2 separate regions of the Sminthopsis crassicaudata genome follow, and region 1 is linked to region 2. The links are chromatin contacts, called in public Hi-C maps. All regions are on one chromosome and are shown on one strand. The core of a region is the stretch at or near the end of the contact, and the rest is flanking DNA. Distances in the headings are between cores, read along the strand shown.

The links. Hi-C and Micro-C count contacts between places; a contact is called where the count stands out from the background.
Region 1: a Hi-C map of hippocampus shows a contact between it and region 2, with 4 times the contacts expected there. The contact joins the promoter of FMC1 here to the promoter of CLEC2L in region 2. A contact is called at or near these places in 2 of 2 Hi-C or Micro-C datasets (fibroblasts and hippocampus).

The regions. Positions count from the first base shown.
Region 1 is chr5:103,074,509-103,078,627 of ASM4859323v1, forward strand. FMC1 (formation of mitochondrial complex V assembly factor 1 homolog) reads right to left here and starts at 2,625. Exons shown (of 2, transcript XM_074267791.1): 1 at 2,365-2,625. The coding sequence starts at 2,502. It overlaps TRNAR-CCU (transfer RNA arginine (anticodon CCU)), which reads right to left and starts at 3,530; the gene lies at 3,458-3,530.
Region 2 is chr5:102,881,028-102,884,660 of ASM4859323v1, forward strand. It overlaps CLEC2L (C-type lectin domain family 2 member L), which reads right to left and starts at 1,837. Exons shown (of 5, transcript XM_074267773.1): 1 at 1,377-1,837. The coding sequence starts at 1,569.

The DNA.
Region 1 (4,119 bases), core at 1,375-3,874, 190 kb after region 2:
ATAGAAAATGCCATCCTCATCCAGAGAGAACTATGGAGGCTAAATGTGGATTGAAGCATATTATTTTCACCCTTTTTTGGTTTGTTTTTTCTTTCTCATGATTTTCCCCTTTTGTTGTGGTTTTTCTTTTCCAATATAATATGGAAATATGTTAAACATGATTATACATCTATAACCTATATCAGATTGTTTGCTATCTTGGGGAAAGGGAAAATAAAGGAGGGAAGAGGAAAAAATTTTGGAACTCAAAGTCTTACAAAAATGAATGCTGAAAGATTATATGATGATCAACTGTAATGGATTTGGGTCTTTTCAATAATGAGGTGATTCAAGGTAACAGATTTAGGATGCAAACTATCAACTGAATCCAGAGAAAACTATGGAGACTGAATGTGGATGAAAGCATAGTATTTTCATCTTTGGTTGTTGTTGTTTGTTTGCTAGCTTTTTTCCCCCTTTCTCTTCCCTTTTCAGCTGATGTTTCTTGCATAACATGACAAATATGCAAATATATTTAAAAGAATTGCACATATTTAACTTATATCAGATTGCTTGCTATTAGGGGGAGGAAGGAGGGAAGGGAGGGAAGGAGAAAAATTTGGAACACAAAATTTTATAAAAATGAATGTTGAAAACTATCTTTTACATGTATTTGGAAAAATAAAATACTATTGAGTTAAAAAAGAAAAGAAAAGAAAAGAAATTAGGAGTCAGAATCCAGAACATGAGGTCAGAAGATGCTCAAGCGTCCCAAACCTTTTTTTTTGTGTGTGTGTCATGATGCTCTTGGGCAGTGTGGTGAAGGCTATGAAAGAGTTGCCAAAATAATTTAAAGAAAAGACCCCCATGCTAGACTGAGCTTTCTGCACTATAGCCGCACCAAATATGCTAAAATATAGAAACTTACTTCCAAAAGACTGCTTTCAGGGCTTTGTTTCTGGTTAACAAGGAGTAATATAATATTTGGAGTACAGTATGAATTTCATCTCAATAATCAATTAAATTTTGATGATTTGGTATTTATAAACATTTATATATAAATATGCACACAGAAAAAAATAATTAAGATAAAATGACAGGAGGTAAAGTACTAAGCATTCTATTTTACAGTAAAATAAGAAAGCACAAATCTTACTTTTAAACTTGCCATCTTGCAGGGGGAAAAGGACAAAAGAGATTAGTAATAGGATGAGAAACAAGGCTCAACATAGTCCAAAAGAACCTAATAGAAAAAATAAATTTCATAAAAACTAAAGGAAAGGTAAGAATTCCTAACTAAACCAATTCTAGTAGAAGGTACAAGAGAAAAGGGAAATATAAGAGACATTTTAACTATCTGTTAACATTTTGCTCTAATTCGATCCAGTTCAGTCCAATTAACATTTTTCAGTTCCTCTTTGGGTCAAGATGACCTTGTACTCAATAGGGAGGATAGAAAGGCCAACGGAAAGATAGTCCCCTAACTTCAAGCTTAGTCAGCTGGTGACTTCTTCTGTGATTACAGATCATCACTTTCACCTGCCCACGTCTGTTAAGGTGCTCTAAGTTCATCACATGGGGTCTACATAAGGAGGAGGGGGAGGGGGACTTCTTTGGGATTTCTCGACATTATACAGGATATTAAAGAAACCTGGAGATTGATTATTTCCCTCGGAATAAGCTGTGCGCTTTAGCTGACTAAGAGTTGCAAATTCTTTCTTGGTAATTCCCAGTTCCCCAGCTCCTGGAATTTTTTGCATCATCACGCAGACTATTTCCATAAATGAAAAATAAATATTGCCTCGTATAGCCAAAACGGCAGTAATAGTACCCATTCCTACCCTCACCATATGTTTGGACAGCGTGCTCCGCAATAATGACCACCCAGCCCTGGACTGTGACGCTTCTGGTAGATCTACGGCAGAAGCCCTAAACTTCTTGGACCCATCTCTCTGCAATGACATCTGCACAGAAGGTTCATGCTAAACATCCCACTCCCGTTTCAGGGATACACTGTGAACCTCTGTCTTAGAAGGCTTCTCCCAGGTGCTCCAGCAAGGTCATATGTGACATCCCCACTCTGGCCTCAGTTTATTCACCTGTTACATGACATCATCTAGCAGAGGTCACGACCCCACAGGGCTAGGAAGGGATGTGGCGTCGATGGGCAAATTTCAAAGCTCCATTCGTGGAATCCCGAGTCGGGGCCCATCCCGACCCTGCCAATGCCGCGAGTGCCAATAATTAGCATCCCGACATAGGTCGGCGGCGGCGTTCGCGGGCCTGGAGTCCGCTCTCTCCCCGGCCGCTTCCCCTACCCGCCTCGCTCGCTCTTCCCCCCACAAACAGTCCCGCCCCTCTCACTGCGGTCGCGGGGGTCCTTACCCGGTGCGCCCGGAAGGCCTCCACGAGGTACCGATAGGCTGCCGTGTCTCTATAGGACCGGCCTGTGGCCGCGCTCAAGTACCGCAGTTCCTGCAGGAGGGCCCGCAGCGTGCGGGCCGGCGGGCCCAGGGCCACCATCTTAGGATCTGCGCTGAACTCGGAGAAGGCCCCGGCCGAGGACGGAGGCCGACGAGGAGTGGCGTTAGCGCCCTCTGCCGGCGACAAGCCTGAATACTCTTCCTAGCTCCACAACTCCCAGCAGAAATGGGACCCGCCCTCCACCCCCTCACCTTCAAGCCCCGGCACTCAGGCTATGCAATCGAGCTCAGAAAGAAAAAGCAAACGAAAGCTGAGGGCTTGCGGGCCTCCAGCGTTTCTTTGACCTCCACCTCGATAGGACTGCACTTCTGAGAGAAGGCACGGCTGAGCTTTCCCCCAGCCGCTTCTCACCTACGTCCTCATCTTTATCAGAGAAGACGCTGAGAAGGCGGAGCCTGCTTGTTATCATCGATTAAGCAAAATTTCGGCGCCCATTAACGTAGATGCAGAGCCTGCGTCTGGAATCAGATCTTTCCGCTAGATGCTAAGAATGAGCGTCCTTGCCTTCCAGGAGTTTACATTCTAGCAGAGAAGAAAGCATGCACATTTTACATAAGTATATGCGGGAGATGATGAGACGGGAGTGGGGGCGTGGGCAAGAGCAAGGCGAGGTGGCGATTGAGGTGGGCTTTGAAGGAAGCCAGGAATCCCAAGACCCCGGGGTGAAAAGGGAGGGCACGGCAAGCACGACAGAGGTTCTGGGTCATGGAAAGAAGGGCACGCACGCAGAAGGTGGACTGACCAGTATGGGATAAATATAGGTAAATGCCTGCTTGGAAGAGTACATGAGGGAAATAATGCTTAAGAGAGAAAAGGTCGAAACGACTCCCAATGACAATTTTTATATATGGCCAGAAAGTTCTTCAAGAATGTACCCCTTCAGGATTGGAAACTGGTACGTGCTAAATTGCGAGGCGGTGTTGTTGGGTTCGAATCCATGTTGTTTCTTCCCGCAAGAAAACGAGTCATTTGTGAGATTTAACACAAAATTGTTCACCCCAGATGGGACTCGAACCCACAATCCCTGGCTTAGGAGGCCAATGCCTTATCCATTAGGCCACTGGGGCTTCTGGTAAAGCCGTTCTTCAATGATATATTCATTGGGTTTTTTTCATTGGCGCGTCATTACTGACGCCATCACTACTTTTAACCTATCCCGTATATCTATTCTAATAATTGGCAGCTACATTAGACACAGAGACTGGCTGGGAGGTTCCTGTAGAATTCTGGGAGTTGTAGTTTAAACATCAACTGAGACAACCTATTTGCCATTTACCCTTTCCACGCTTGATTGCGTGTATGCACACATTCATACGTGGAACAAGGTACAATTCTGACATAGTCCAGTCCATACGGGAAAGTTCTTTAAGGTGTCTTGCCTTCCCCCGTTTGGCCCAAGATGTCTCACAGGTTTGCTCCGATTCCCCTCCTCCTCCGCCCTGAAGGCGCATGCGGAAGTCTCCGGTGGCACGTGCACAGGACCCGGGCCTTCTGCCGGGTCGGGCGGATCCTCGAGCGCTCTACCTCGGGAGCCCGAGCTGCGCTTCTGGGCCAGGCTACGGACCGGAGCCGCCCTGGCGTCCCGTGATCGGCCTATTAAGCCCGAGCTGCCTCGGCCCGATTCCTCCTTTTATTATAATCACTTCCCCGCGACCG
Region 2 (3,633 bases), core at 587-3,086:
ATAGTGGAAAGGAAACATCATAAACTAGTGAGGAAAGGGCTAAGGTGCAGATAACTTGTGATTAAATCAATCCACCTAGCTGGTTTACACTAGAATGTGGACTTTTAGATAAGGCAGAGCCTGACAGTAACCCAGTATATGCATTCTCCACTTTCTCTTGCTTAGTTCTTTCTTCTCTCCTGATGTTTCCATTAGTCTGTTTTCTCACCCACAAGTCTTCTGAAACAGCCGCCATACTTTTCTTCATCTTCAACGCCTGTCTCTGCAAAGTCACCACCCAGGCTTCTAATTTCCAGTCTTACATCACCACCATCCTTTCAGGAAGTCCCCTCTACCACTTCAGTATTGACATGAGCACTGTCTAAAGCCAGATTTGTTAAGACAATGTGGTGGTGTGGATAGGGTGCTATCTTTAGAGCAAGGATGACTAAGGTTCAAGTCTTCCCTCAGCTACATATTGATTATGGCACCTGGGCAAATCACTTACCTCTCCATGTCCCAAGTAACTTTGACTGTAAGATGTGGAGCTGCACTGGGAAGAGTTACTTATATAAATTGCACTAAAGGTCTAACAACCTCTCTAAACCCACTGTGGTGGGTTGATTTCTCTCCTCTGAGTCATGTGGGATACTCAGAAGTAGGTTAAGGCTTTGAGGAAAGCTAGCTCTAGAAAGTATAAAACGTTTATCAAGGGAGAGATGTATGTGTATACTCATTTCCTTTTTTCTGTCCAAATCATGACTTTATCTTCATTTTTACCAGGTGAGGATGATTCATTTCAGAAAGCTACTCAGTTATGTCATGTTTTGTTAACTTATTTTCCCCAAGTGTGCTTGTATCTCCAATCTCAGTTTGTCTCCCCAACATCCCTGTGAGTTGGTAGGCAGTACAATATGCTCCAGCTTATGTATGGGGAAAGCCATAGCCCAAAGCATTAAGTTACTCATGCAAGGTCACATTGTGAGTTAACATTCAAGGCCAAGGTGAGAATCTAGGTCTTTTGAATCCCAGCACGGGGTTCTTTTCTACCAAATGGCATTTGATCTATTCTAAATCTGAATTTTTTCCCACCTCCAAGCCCCAACCTCTAGGGATAAAAGATCAAGGTAACTCTGCTAACGGTGTCTCTGGCAGGAATGAGAAGCGCCAGACCCTCACCCTCACTGCCCAGGCTGATCAGATCTTACCCGGGAGACCCGGTGAAGAGTGGGGGTGGGGTACCGGATAAGGTAGTAAGAGTATGATGGAGTCAGACGGCGCTCGGAAAGGATAGGACCTCAGCCGAGGCTTGCCCTAGCTAGGGACCCTGAGAAGAGGACAGGATTCTCTGGGGAGGCAGCAACCATGGAGGAGGAAGGAGGATGTTACTTGCTTACCCTCCAAGGCCGCCTTCCAGCTGGTACTGCCCTCGTACCCGGATCCTGATCTTCTCAGCAGCACCTCCTGGCCCCGGCCCTCCCCGTCCCCAGGGGAGAGTACTCTCGGCAAAGGAGCCGCCGCCGCCGCCGCGGCTGGAGCGGGGGGCGGAGGGGGCCGACTCCTCCTGGGGGGCTCCCGGACAGGCTCCATGCCCCCCTCCCACTCCGGTGCCCCCGCCCCTCTGCTAAAGGGCGCCTGGCACTTCCGTTACCAGGCTGGGGGGAAACCGAGCCCGAACTGGCCAGAGACCCTCCCTTTGTCCCTCCCTCCCTCCGGGTGGGAGCAGGAGCTGAGGATGGGAGGGATGCAGACAAGAGCTTCTGCAGCTCAGGGACAGTAGCGCTCCGCTCCTCTCCAGGACCAGGATTCTCAGCAACGTCCCTTCCTGCTTCCCCAGCCGCAGCATCTGCCTCTAGAGTTTCTCGGTTTGGGAAGGGGGCGGGGGGAGGGAGAGAAGAATGAGGGAGGAGAGAAAGAAGAGGAGGGTGGGGAGAAGAGGCGCCAAGGCGACGGGGGTGGCAGCCGGGCGGGAGGACCCGAGGAGAAGTGCAATGAGGCTGGAGTGCTGGGGGAGAGGGGGCGGGGAAGATGTGAGCAATGGAAGGCTGCAGGGGTCGGCGAACCTAGAATCCCGAGGAAGATCAGAATAGGGAGGGAGCACTGAGGGAGGAGGGTGGGGGGAGCAGCGGGGACCCCGAGAACACAAGCGGCCAAAGAAAGCTGTTAGCATCCAGGAGCTTGGGGATTGGGGGGGGGGGGAGCGGAAGGATAGAGAGACTTGAGAGTCTATGGGGAGTTTGGGAAAGGGAGGCCACGGGAGTGGGGTGGGGTTTGAGGAAGGGGGATCCGGGGATCTCCTTTCTCGCCTCCACCCCAGATTCCCTGGCTCCCCTTCAGCCTGGAGCCAAGGGGCGAGGGAAGAAAACGCATCCCCCAAGTGTGGAGGGGCCGCTTAGAGGTCACAGAACGGGCCATGGGGAAGGGGGAGCGTGCGGGAGCTTGGTTAGACACCTGCCCAGCGGGACCTTGGACAGAGAAGAGCTCTGCAGAAACATAGTCCTCTGCGCGCCTTAGGATCCTGGGGACGTGGTGTGATGCCGGCGTCTGGCACCTCGGGGAGAGCAAACACATTTTCTTTGTTATTATAGGGGCTTAGCCAGGCTATGATTAATTACCAAGAGAACTCCTTTCGGACTTATAATTAGAGCTGGGATTCTTCAGCTGAAGTCTATAGGTAGATTTCAGGGTATCCATGAATTTGTCACACACACAAAATTACATCTTTATTTTCACTAATCTTTGATTTCCTGTATCTTGTTTTGCACATTTTATAAATCATCAGTCCAATACGGTTCCATGAGTTTCACCAAACTGCCAGAGGTTCAAGACGTCCTGCCCCCACCCCCGCCAAGAAGAAGAATGGCTGGACTGTACCCGTACTGTACAATGGATAGAGCTAAAGATGGACTTTGAATCAAGATCTGAGATTCAAACTTGTTTCCTTTCATACTTATTAGCTATATGATCTTGGGCAAGTCATTTTACATCTCTAAATAATATATAAATGTTACTTATAATTTTTAGTCGGAAGGAGTCTATTCCTTCACCCCAAGGTTTAATATTCTTATGGATTCTGAGAGGAGTAAGTCCATTCTACCACTAATATATAGGTTACAGAATCTTAAAATGAAGAGCGGTGCTTAGAGATAATCTAGCTCAGGCAGAAATAGTAAATGCATCTTTTTGAGATCATGATGCAATAAGAAACACATGTAATAAAAGGCCAGGGGAAAATAGACCAAAAATTAATTAGAAACTAATGTGATCCTAAAGAATGAGTGGATAAAACAACAACTCATAGACACAATCGATAATTTTATCCAAGAGAATGACAACAATGAGACAACATACCAAAACTGATGGGATGCAGCCAAAGCAGTTCTTAAGGGAAATTTTATATCTTGAGATAATCTAGCTCAGTTTCTTCCTTTTACAGCTCAAGATAAAGTGATTTCCTCAAGGTCAATTAAACACTCCAAAGAGAGAAACAAAGCAAGACCACAGCTCACCCTCAAGAATCATGCCTGGAACCCACTTAGTCTGTTTTCTTCATCTCTAAAACCAAGGTAACAATAGCATCTACAGAGTTGTGGTGAAAATCAATCAAAAAATATGTGGGAAGCCTTTTGCAAACCTTAAATTATTATTATTCTG